Linked DNA regions of Rattus norvegicus: region 1 is linked to region 2. Evidence: chromatin contacts called from public Hi-C data. All regions are on one chromosome and are shown on one strand. Each heading gives the region's core, a stretch centred on a gene start, on an enhancer-like site or on the middle of the called end of the contact. The rest is flanking DNA. Distances are from core to core; before and after follow the strand shown.

What was found. Hi-C and Micro-C count contacts between places; a contact is called where the count stands out from the background.
Region 1: a Hi-C map of liver shows a contact between it and region 2, with 7 times the contacts expected there. The contact joins the promoter of Itih1 here to the enhancer-like site in region 2. A contact is called at or near these places in 4 of 12 Hi-C or Micro-C datasets (hepatocytes, kidney and liver).

Annotation. Positions count from the first base shown.
Region 1 is chr16:6,140,955-6,147,320 of GRCr8, reverse strand. Itih1 (inter-alpha trypsin inhibitor, heavy chain 1) reads left to right here and starts at 4,508. Exons shown (of 22, transcript NM_001107291.2): 1 at 4,508-4,617; 2 at 4,886-4,906; 3 at 5,337-5,503; 4 at 5,914-6,018. The coding sequence starts at 4,519.
Region 2 is chr16:6,100,501-6,106,385 of GRCr8, reverse strand. Itih4 (inter-alpha-trypsin inhibitor heavy chain 4) reads right to left here. Exons shown (of 23, transcript NM_019369.2): 21 at 5,171-5,325; 22 at 4,861-4,939; 23 at 4,224-4,440. The coding sequence ends at 4,371. Among named protein-coding and RNA genes, the nearest start is that of Itih4, 16 kb to the right of the region's middle. Within about 2 kb of position 2,400, at least 4 of the 93 cell types and tissues checked have an H3K27ac peak or open chromatin away from gene starts, as enhancers often do. A contact at or near this core is called in liver, where this site is marked.

The DNA of each region.
Region 1 (6,366 bases), core at 3,259-5,758, 39 kb before region 2:
ACCATTGTGGTAACGTAGGGTTTGGGGTCGGGGGTGATGTTTTGTTTTCTTTTGATTCTCTTCAAGACTCAGTATTTGCACCATCTGAGACCACATCTATTGTTTTACTTCTCCCTAAAAAGACAACTTTTGATCATTGCTAGTTTTTGAGACAGGGTCTCTCTGGGTAGCCCTGGCTGTCCTGAAACTCACTTTGTTGACCAGGCTGGCTGCAAACTGCCTCCCAAGTGCTGGGATCAAAGTCATGCGCCGTTGGGGATTTAGCTCAGTGGTAGAGCGTTTGCCTAGGAAGCGCAAGGCCCTGGGTTCGGTCCCCAGCCCCGAAAAAAAAAGTCATGCACCACCACGCCTAGTTCCTAAAAGAGCATCTCTGCCCTTCTGGGGAATCTTTTCCATTCTTCCTTTCTAGAACCTTCCGGAATCTCCTACTGCCCTGTCCACTCTGGTTTCCCTTTTGACTTCTGCTTTCTTCTGGTTTGAGGTCTCCCAGAGTTCCTTGCTGTTTGTATCTCTGCTTTAAAACAGACAGACAGGGGGCTGGGGATTTAGCTCAGTAGTAGAGCGCTTGCCTAGGAAGCGCAAGGCCCTGGGTTCGGTCCCCAGCTCTGAAAAAAAGAACCAAAAAAAAAAAAAAAAACAGACAGACAGAAGGACAGACAGACGGGCAGGCAGGCAGGCATTCTATGTGGATGGTGAGCAGGTGTTTATGGAATAAGCCTTTAACAGCCAGCCTCATGGGGACCATGAGTTAGGTAAAAAAGAAGGAGCCAAGGGTATTTAGCTCAGTGGTAGAGCATTTGCCTAGGAAGCGCAAGGCCCTGGGTTCAGTCCCCAGCTCCGAAAAAAAAGAATCAAAAAAAAAAAAAAAAAAAAAAAAAAGAAGGAGCCAGGGCCAAACCACAGAGGACCTACAGAGGACCTAGGATGGAAAGGTGTGGCTTTTTTTTTTTTTTTATATCCTCTTCACATCTTTCTTTTGTTTTGCTTTTAGCACTACTCTGGATGAGACCCAGAGTCTCTCACCTGCAGAGCAAGCACTCAGCCATCAAGCTGCACCCACAGCTGTATTAGTTACTTTTCTTGTTGCCATCACTAAATATCTGCCAAGAATCCACCTACGAAACGGGGTTGCCTTTGGCTCACAGTCTGAGGGTTCAGTTCATCATGGCGCAGAGAACACAGCATCAGGAATGGGGGACAGCCGCCCTCCCGGGTCCTCAAGCTTAATCCTTAGCAATCTCATCTGCTTCCTGTCTTCCCATAGCCACGGTTGGGCCAATCACACTCTTCATCCTGAACATGAGGAGAGTAGCAATACCTAACTCCCGGGGGAAGTTGAGAACAGTGAAAAAATGGAACAGGCATACTCGATGCTGGGACTAGTCATTTTTACCCCTCCTTGTCCTTTTCTGTCACCTGCCACCACTGGAGCCAAACAAGCCTAGTGTCCTTCTGTGAACCGAACTTGGCATTTCTCATCTCTCAACAGCCAAGAATCTACTTGTGTTCCTTGTTTCCCCAAGCTTCCCTGGACTCTTGAGTTCAACTGATCCTCCTCCTGCCTCAGTAGCTGGGAATGGCAGGGGTATACCACAGTACCTCGCTCTCAATATTCCAGTCCTGGGCTCCTCAGGGCTTTCTACCCCACAAGCTAAGGGTCTCAGAACTCTGTCCTAGTTTTTTTTTTTTTTTTTTTTTTTTGGTTCTTTTTTTCGGAGCTGGGGACCGAACCCAGGGCCTTGCGCTTCCTAGGCAAGCGCTCTACCACTGAGCTAAATCCCCAACCCCTGTCCTAGTTTTTTTGAACTGTCAACTTGACCCAGCCTAGAATCACCTGAGAAGGGAGTCTCAGTTGAGGGATTGTCCAGAGCAGGGTGACGTGTGAGTGTGTGTGTGTGTGTGTGTGTGTGTGTGTGTGTGTGTGTATGTGTTGATCATTAATTGTTGTAGGAGGGCCCAGCCCACTGTGAGCAGCACCACACCTTAGGTAGCCTTCAGCTTCCTAAGCATGGGTTGGTGAGTGAGCCACCGGGTAGCATCCTTCCGTGGCTTCTCTTTCAAGTTCCTGCTTGGAGTTTCTTCCCTGACTTTCCTCAAAGCTAAAATAAACCCTCCTATCCCCCAGTGTCTGTAGCAGCAACATATTGAAGCCAGAGTACACTTGTTCCAACTGATCCTGAACCGCCTGTCAAAGTCCCTCCTCTCCCGGTGTTCACCTTCCCAAATGCTGTTCTTCTGATTCCTGTGGAGATGAGCTCCACCCTTCCCAGTGTCTACAGATCTTTAAGGCACCTCCAGCCACCCAGGATCCTCTGTTCCAATAGTGTGTCTCACTCCCTTTCCCATGGCATCAGCTCACTGATCACACCCGGGCAACTAAGATTCGCCACGCTTGTATTCCACTCCTACCACTGTACCCAGCCCACCACCGGCTCTTTTCCTGCTGGTAATGGAATAAACAGACCCTCCAATGTACAGCAGCGTGTCAACCTGTCTGATCTTCCGCAAAGGCAGAAAACAGGTCAGAAGGTCGCCCTGGACTAAGGACAAAACCCTTTTCCCAGAACCTGCCTCTGGGAGACAAAGTCCAGGATAAGCAAACAGATTATCTGCAAGGTCCCCTCCATCTCACCCGGGTCTCATCCCACCCCAGGTCATAGAACGACCTAACCAAATGACAGCTTTTGTGGCTTGTTGGCAACAGGGCTTTGTACATAACAGCTGAGGAACTTGTTGGGCAAGCCGGGTCTCTGAGGACTCTCCCCTCTGGGATCTCCACCTTGCTTTCTCTGCTTTGTATCTCAGGGGCATGCCTACCGTTACGTGACGGGCGTTGGGGAGAGACCCAAGTTCAAGTGTGGCCACCGCACAGACACATAAATAGAACCTAGGCAATAAAGAGCAACCACACAAGGCTTCCAGGGGCCTTGATTCTAAAAAGCTGCCGCCATGGGTGCCTTCCATGCTGACGGCCTGACAGCCCGGTGGAAGCAAGACAAAGCTGACTTCTGTTTTTCTTTCCAAAACTGGCAAGGTCAGCGAGATGATGACCTGGGGCACAGGTCACCGCTGTGCTTCCCCCAAGCTTCGTGCTCCGTCAGAACCAAATGTGTACCCGGGTGCCGCAGCTCCTGATCATATCTGTGGCCAAAGCATGACCGAAAAGCTTCATTAAGGTTAGAAATCCTATTTTATCCCCTCCGACTTTTTGCCAGGATCAACCATATGAGACCGGGGCCGCCTGGTACTAGAGCCAGGAGATGAAGCATTCGAGGGCTTCGCAGTCCTTCTTGACAGACTGCAGATGCATACGCAAGGGCAACTTCGTGTCTGGCAGGGACTTCCCACGACCCTGAGCTACCTGCTCACGAGAAGAAAGTATTCACTGGCCTATTTGTAAAGCATTACTTACTTTCCCTACGTGTGAGCCTATGCAGTACCCACAGAAACCTCAAGAGGGTGTCGATCCCCTGTAGCTAGAGATACAGGGGACCACAAACCGTCCAACACAGGGACTGGAAACTAAAGCTGAGTCCCCTGGAAAGGCAGCAAACACTCTGAGCTGCTGGTCCAGCTCAGCACCTTCCCTTGCCCCTGTTTAAAGACAAGATCTCATAGAGCCCAACTGGTTTCCCTCTGTAGCGGAGGCTTGCCTTGAACTCCTCATCTTCCTCCCTAATGTTAGGATTGTAAGTGTGCACCATCAAGCCCAGTTGCCATTAAAACTGTTGCTTTTTCTCTCCGTGTCTCTCCATCTCTCTCTCTCTCTCTCTCTCTCTTTCTCTCTCTCTTTCTGTGTGTGTGTGCGTGTGTGTCTGTCTGTCTGTCTGTCTCTGTGTCTGTGTCTTGTGTCTGTGTGTCTATGTCTCTGTGTGTGTCTGTCTGTCTGTCTCTGTGTCTGTGTCTTGTGTCTCTGTGTCTGTGTCTTGTGTCTGTGTGTCTATGTCTCTGTGTGTGTGTGTCTGTCTGTCTCTGTCTGTGTCTTGTGTCTGTGTGTCTATGTCTCTGTGTGTGTGTGTCTGTCTGTCTGTCTCTCTGTGTGTGTCTGTGTATCTATGTGTCTTGTGTCTGTCTGTGTGTCTGTGTGTCTGTCTCTCTCTCCCCTCCCCCCCTCTCTGTATAAGTAGATGCATGTCACAATCCACAGGTGGAGGTCGGTCAGAGGACAACTTGAGAGAGTTAGTTCTTTCCTTCAACCATGTGGGTTCTAAGATTCAAACTCAGGTCATCAGGCTTTGTGGTAAATTCCTTTACCTGCTGAGCTATTACCCCAGACCAGCAAAAGTAACACGTTGATTTTTTTCTTTATCATATTTATGTATATTGTCCTAGGAATTAAATCCAGAGCTTTGTGCATGCCGTCTACCAATGAGCTACAGAGCTAGCTCATTGCCAAGTTTTGATTCCCTAAATCCTGCTATTTGCCTCCGCTGTGTCTAATGTTTAAACTGTGTTTGTCCAGCACAGTATTAACTAATGGTCTGGGGAAAGTGACCAGGAAGCGAGAGCCTGGAGACCATGGATGGTGTCACAGGACTACGGGTGCTGCTGTGTCTCCTCACTCTGCAGACCATGCCTGCTCTGGGCTTGGCAACAGGCAGACCCAGGGGCAATGAGGTATGTGACTAAGCCCTTAAGCATAGACAGGCCTGCCTAGGCCCTGGGGCTGCAGAAGACCCTGCATCAGGGACATGAGCTCCCCACTCCCACCCCCACACCCCTCAACCCCCTCCCACCGGATCATTTCTGCCTGAAGAGAGAGCTTCCCAGCAGCAGGAGGGAAGCGGAGGAGTAGAGAACACAGACCCCATTCCCACCCCTTAATAAATGGATCAGGGTCCCTGAGCTTCCCCACTCACACTCGGCTGTGGTTTTGTTTTTGCAGAAGCGACAGGCTGTGGACACAGTAAGTTGAAGTCTTGGCAAAGGGGTCTGAGATGGGGCCCTTTCTGCAGGTTTGCTTTCTCTCACCCCTCTCTCAGTGCAAGAGGCAGGGGTCCCATCGCTTGAAATGTGACTGCTCACCTCATGTCTCCAGCAAAGAAAGGGGGTCTTCTTGGGAAGACTGCTATATTCTTCAGGAATCTGGGCGCCTTACTCTGGAGTGGGAAAAATCCCTTCTTCTTCTTCTTCTTCTTCTTCTTCTTCTTCTTCTTCTTCTTCTTCTTCTTCTTCTTCTTCTTCTTCTTTTTCTTCTTCTTCTTCTCTTCCTCCTCCTCTCCTCTTCCTCCTCCTCCCCTCTTCCTCCTCTTCTTCCTCTTCCTCCTCCTCCTCTTCCTCCTCCTTTTTCTTCTTCCTCTTATTGTTATTGTTGTTATTATTATTATTTACTTCAGACAGTCAATGGTGTGTCCATCAGGAGCTTGAAAGTCAATTGCAAAGTCACCTCTCGCTTTGCCCACTACGTCATCACCAGTCAAGTGGTCAACAGTGCTAACAAAGCCAGGGAAGTGGCTTTTGATGTGGAAATCCCCAAGACAGCCTTCATCAGTGACTTTGCCATGTGCGTGCATGCCCTACCTAACTCCTACACTCTACTCTGGTGGTGTCCATTCACCTGTTCAGCCTGAGGCCAGAGTACCCAGATCTCACTTGGGTCGTGGTCAGCACAGCTTAGAGGGGCAGGAGGAAAGAGGTCCCTCAGAGTTATCACCTCCCACCTTATACAGAAAATCTGGACTGCTTGTTCTCAAAGCTTTTGACCTGAGGAGCAGAGCCAGAGTGCGATGTGGCCTCTGTGACCATGGTTATCTACTGACTTCCCATGGGCCCTCTGAGCAGGGAAAGCAGAGGCAGCGGACAGCAGAGACTCCCTTTTCAAGGAGTTGTGTGGACAGGGTCTTAGGCTCAGAGGACAACCGAGAGGCAGTGAAGTCAGGTCACCACCACTGGGGATTTTTCCTTTTCGTGCAGAACAGCAGATGGGAATGCATTCATTGGGGACATAAAGGACAAAGTGACTGCATGGAAGCAATACCGGAAGGCAGCCATTTCAGGAGAGAATGCTGGCCTTGTCAGGTAAATTCCAGGCCTTAGTGGCCAAGCCTCCAGGACTCTCCCTTCTGCCCATTCAGGATAGAGCTAGGGACTGTGAGATGCTATTGGGTAGGGAGCATCTCCAGGAGGAGAGAAGCTTGAACAAACCTGTCTTAGCTGGCATCTAGGGCTAGGGTTGGGCACCCTTGATCTTCTTCTGTCTTGTGGAGAAATGGGTGTCATCCTTGAGCTCCAGCCTTCACTGTCCAGTTGAGGTCATCTTGGGGGATGGTGTGATAATAAGAGAAACTGGTTCTGAGGGACATGCTTTAGGTGTCAAAACAACACACGTCACCCCTTTGCCTATTGTGGCCTCTGGTGACATGTCCA
Region 2 (5,885 bases), core at 1,151-3,650:
GGATCCTTTGCTTCTTCAGCTGTCTCTGACTGAGGGCCTAAGGGATGCTGAGCAGAAGATTCTTGAGAAGGAAGTGGTGGGTAGCTTGCTAGATGTCTGAGCAGAGAGTTCAATAAAGCTAGAATTAGGAATCAAACCTGGGACCATATTGAATGCAGGGTGCATGCACGTGTTTGTGGATATGTGTGTGGGAGGGCTAGCATGTGGCTATGGGTCACAAGAATTGTCATACCTGCCACTACAGAAGGTCTATAGACACTCCCCACTGCTGACATCACAGCTGGCTTTCCAGTGCTCAGACTGGCCAAGGGCCTGGAGGGGAAGGAAGGGGACTCCTGGTCTAGAGAGAGAGGTAGCATGAGACTTGACTTCCAAACTGAAGGCCTTTCCCTGATCCTGGGGAATGTGGGAAGCAGGCTGGAGAATTAACGCAGCCCAAATTCTGCCCCTCCCCCAACACACAAGTAGGGAGGCACCTCCACTCGGGAAGACATTAGGCTGGCTGTTTTCTCCCTTCTCCCACAGTGCCTCAGATCCTCTGTTCTTGCTGAGAGCCAGACATCGGACATAGGCCTTGCTCAGGTGAAGGGAGCGCTGCCTGGGCTGCCCTTTCCTCACCTACAGCACCCTTGTTTCTCTTCCCTCAGTTCAGTGTTCGTTCTCTAGGCCAGGCTCCTGCTGCCCCCTGTTCATGGGTGTCCTTGTTGTACTTACTCAGAGTGACCTCCCCTTTGTCCTTCAGAACCACCTCTAAGCCTTTCTCATCCAGGGTGAGCAAGTGTCCGTCAATTTTGTCACCTTGATAGAATCAGGGTCACCTGTGGGTGGAGCCTAAGGGAGGACTTCAGACTTGTTCCCGTGAGGGATTTTATTAACTGGGATAATGGAAGGGGCAGACACAGCCTGGATGTAGGCAGCAGTATTTCTTGGGCTGGGCCCTGAACTGAAAAGGACAGCAGGGACCAGGTGAGCATTGGTGTGAATGCGTTAACCTAAGGTTCTCCGATCTACAGTGTGGATTTGACGTGGAGATGATCCATGCAAGACGATCTGGCTAATTAAGCCAAATAAATGCATATAGATAATTTCATTAGCCGGTGTTCAAAAGCAGGCTCATGTCTCTTGGTATCAAAGATTGGAGGTACAGCAGTTTAAAAGACAAAAACCACAGTTACATCAGTGCTTAGGGGAAGTCGAAGTGACATCTGTCATTTTGCAGAGCTTAGCAGTATTTTCCAGAGAGCACAAGACAATTACCTCTGATTTACGCTTCCTCTTAGCTATTTTAGTTTTGTGTTTTAGCTTGTTCAAACATCAGTTATTCTAGTTAATATGTCTGGACCATGATTGGGGTCATAGACAGTCCCAAAAGATTTACTAAGGCAGATGTGGCTATTGGGGGTACTGATGTGTGTGTGTGTGTGTGTGTGTGTGTGTGTGTGTGTGTGTTTGTGTGTGTGTGTGTGTTTGTGTCACGTTCCTGCTGCCTTAACTCCCACAGTGATGGACTTTGTAACATGAAATCACCACAGACACCTTCATCTCTTATGTTAATATTTGTCAAAGTATTTCGTCATGACATCACGGAACAGAATGAAGATAGCTCTCAGGGTAATCCAGCCCTTGCCCAGGGCCAAGAGCAGCCAGTGGGTAGAAAAGTGAAGGTTAGCGGTTCACTGTCCTGCAGGTGCTGCCCAGCACTGACTCCTGGGCCAGCCCAGCTGGTTGTGTTCCAGAAGGGTGAACTTGGGCCAGGCAGGCTCACCTGTCCTTAGTTCCAGAGGAAGTCCCTCGTTCAGGGCTGCTTTCTTGTCTAATGGTGTTCTGGCACGAGGTCCCCTGCCAGGGTGGCTAGGCGGAGGAACCTCAGTGCAAGATGCATTCTCACACATTGGGCAAGGCTGCCGGAAGTTCATCCACTGGCCTGATCATCCCTCATTCTTCTAGGAAGACTCATCCACCCAACACCCTCCACTGCTCAAGAGCTGGCACAGACTGTCTTTTTAATGATCTGGTCTGCTTTCCCTAACAGGCAAGTGGGCTAGCTCACTTCGTGTTTCATCCTGGCTACCAAGGAGAGGGAGCTTCCTGGCCAGCTGCTTCGGCAGTGTCCTCTATTTTGGCGGCTGATTTGACCCTCCGACTGCTTGGCTCTTTTATTCCAATACTCATGGTTTGATTCTCCGTACAGTATCTGTCTGTAAGCCACAGATTGTAAGCCCCCTTTTTTCTCAAGTAGGTTGTTGTAGGAGTCCAGTTGTCCCTTGGTATTCATGGAGGATTGGTTTCAAGAACCCCACGGATACCGAAATTCCATAGATGTTCAAGTCCCTTATGTAAACCCTGTTGTATTCACATACAACCCGCTCAGATCCTCTTGTGCTCTTTAAACCATCTGCAGGGCCCATATAATACCCAACCGTGTTAGACAACGTTAGGAAGGAGCAGAGTAGAGGAAACTTCTGTACCAGCTCAGTACGGCGGCAGCTTTCGGGAATAGTTTCAACCCACAGTTGGTTGAGTCGATAGATGAAGAAACTCTGGATTCAGGCTTCTTTCTTTCTTTCTTTCTTTCTTTCTTTCTTTCTTTCTTTCTTTCTTCCTTTCTTCCTTCCTTCTTTCCTTCCTTCCTTCCTTCCTTCCTTCCCTCCTCCTCCTCCTTCTTCTTTTTGATATGGGATCTATGTAGCCCTGGCTGGCCTTGAACTCACAGAGATCTGCCTGCCTCTGCCTGCCAAGTGCTGGGATTGAAGTTGTGTGCCACGAAGCCCAGCGTTAGAATACAAACTTAAAGAAATATTTCAGGTGGAATCTCCAGGGTGCTTAACTCTGTGAAATGCTCTGTCTGGGAGCTGGACTAGGTGTTGTGAAGGTATTTCCTCAGAAGCGAAGTATCCCTCACCCCCACCTGAAGGGAAGAAGGTTAAGGGAGGAGGGAGGAGGGAGGAAGAGAGAGGAGGGAGGAGGGAAAAGGGAGGAGGGAGGAGTAAAAGATTAGGAAGCTCAGAAAGCAATAATCTTTTCCAAGCTGAAATTGCCAGGGGAGGGGACTCTGGTAAAACTGTCTGCAAGCTGTGCAAGACGTCCCCAGTGTATAAATTTCTCGTTCTCTCTGCTTCCTCCTCTCCCTCCTTTTCTTCCTCCTCTTCCTCTTCTTCCTCTTCCTCCTCTTCTTCTTCCCCTTCATCTTCCTCCCCTCCCCCTCTCTTCCTTTCTTTCTACTGTGTGCTGCTGACTGGATTGGAACTCCACGTGCAGACTGGTCTGACCTTGAACTCACAGAGCTCTGTTGCTTCTGCCTCCTGAGAACCAGGGTCAAAGGCATGTGACATCACGTCTGATTCTTTCTCTTATTTTTTTTTTAAAAAAAGGGTTCAGTATTTTATCTTTCACTTACTTCTAACATGTAATTTATTTTCTTTTGTGTGTGGGGGAGCCTTGCCTGCGTGTACCTCCGTGTACCATTTGTACACGGGCAAGAAGAGGCCATCAGATCACTAGAGATGGCATTACAGACAGTTGTGAGGCACCACGTGAGGGCTAGGAATCCAACCTGGGACGCCTAGAGGAGCAGCCAATGATCTTGACTGCTAAGCCATCTTTTCAGCCCCTTAGGACGTTTTCTTTGGGGCCGGTTCTGGGACCCGAACTCTGGGCCTCTGTGAGCAGCAAGTGCACTTAACCACTGGCCAGCCCTGCAGCCACCAGGGATGCAACTTTCAAGAGTCATTTCCCATGATGACTCACTGTCTTTGAGTCACTCATGCTCTTGTATGGAGCTCCCCTCCGTGATCCTGTAAGTACTCAATAAACACACGGCTTTACCAACTGGCCTGGGGTGGAATCCTTTCTTTGACCTGTTGTTGGTGCCCTCTCCAGGATGAAAAGACATCCATTCACTTCTCTTCAAGAAAAAGATGTCATACAGTTTACCCTGTTTGAGTCAAAGCTGGTTTTCATGGTCCAGCCAACCGCAGAGCACCCAGAGCCCTGTTCTCTCGGGAGAGTGCTCTGAGGCCTTCACTCGGTGCTGCACTGACATTTTGAATAGCTGGTTTTAGATTCCTGTGACAAAGACAAGGATGGGGTGAAAACTGTCTGTGGGCTTCCCTGGCCCCACCAGTTTTGGAAGAGTCCAATGCTCTTTGAGACAAAATACACAGGCTGGGACCCTAAGTCCTGCAGGACTGGCCACATAGAATCATGACAGCAAACTCCCTGGGTTCACATCACCCTTCTTTATTTGTAACAAGAGAGCATCCTCTTCCCCATCAAGGTCTAGGCCTCACAGGCGGCCCTGTTGGCACACAGTGTCATCCGCCTGCATACGAGGACAACATGGCAGGTAGCAAACAATGCTCCTGTCAGTTCTATATCTTCACCGTCCAGCAGGAAATCTCTGTTCCCGGGAACCCGTCTTGATAACTCAACTTGAGCTCTCTAGGGTAGGAAGACAACAGAGAAAACATAGGCAGGCTGTCAACCAACCTCAGGTAAGACTAAAGAGATGGGGGTGAGGTGGGGGCGGCTGAAAACTGGAGCATGGAGTGTAGGGTGCCTCGAAGCCCCCCAGAATTCTCTCTGATACAGGTCAGGAAGGCCCAGTTGCCCAAGGACTATTCAAGAGGATTATTTGTGATGTCTTCTGGATCCAGGACTTTAGAAGTTTGAAAGGAGTAAGGAAACAATGGCGTCCACAACCTGGTGTCCCAGCTGACCATTCTTTGTGGGGGAAGGCATCCTTTCATCTGTTCTTAGTTCACAAGCATGGACAGGAGTAGGGTTCTGTAGATCCCAGCTCTCACCCTCTTAATCCCTACCCCACCATAGCCGGGCCCAGCAGTCTGTCTGTGCAGTTACCTGGTAGCCGGGTAGTCGATTCCTAGAACTCTGACTGTCTGTTTTGTATCATCCCAGATGATATCCTGGTAAAACTGACCTGAGATAAAGGGTAGGTTGGTGAGGGTTAAGAACAGAGAGGGAGGGGGTTGGGGATTTAGCTCAGTGGTAGAGCGCTTGCCTAGGAAGCGCAAGGCCCTGGGTTCGGTCCCCAGCTCCGAAAAAAAGAACCAAAAAAAAAAAAGAACAGAGAGGGAGATGGGCAGAAGCGAGTGACCCAGTCTGTGCCTGGTCGGTCACAGCTGGTTTTTAAGGGCAAGTGACGTCGTACCAAGCTCCCCTGTAATGTCGTTGGAGAAGTGATGAGTGTCATTCAAAAGCAGCATGAGTCCTCTCTGAGGGTCATCCAGAGACAAGAGGCTGATGGTGACTTTGTCTGGGCCACTGAGCTGTAGCAGTCCCGTCTTATCCATGGTCATCTTTAAGCTGCAGAGAAACACCAAATCCTTACCAGGAAGGCAGAGACCTTCATGGTGGAGTCTCAGTAGGCTGGGTCCCAGCAGCAGGGTAGGGCGTCTACTCTTGACCAGGAAGTCATTGTGTAGCTTTAGGCAAAGAGTCCCTTCAGTCTTTTAGGCTCAGCTACCCCGCTGGCAAGAGAGCACTAAAGCAAGCTCTCATTTGTAAAAGAGAATGAAGAGTCCCTGGCTCCGGTTTTAAGTTTACTTTCTCATGAGCGAATTTTATATTTTATTGGGGGTGATGATACTAGTCACCGTCACTTTGACCGGACTGAGAAGCATCTGGAATATTAATAGAAGTCATCTCTGGATATGTTTGGAGGTTAAGTGATGGGGGAACTGTCCTGACCCCGGGTCACACTATCCCACACATTGCGAGTGAACAGCATAAAAGGCAGGAAGAGATTCTCTTTGTTTCAGGTTCTCTCTGCTCAGCCATGCCCTCTGCCCTGACGGACCGAGGCCTCCTGTGTGGACAGGATGAGTCCTCCCTCCCTGAAGCTGCTTCCTGTGGGTTTCTGCTCA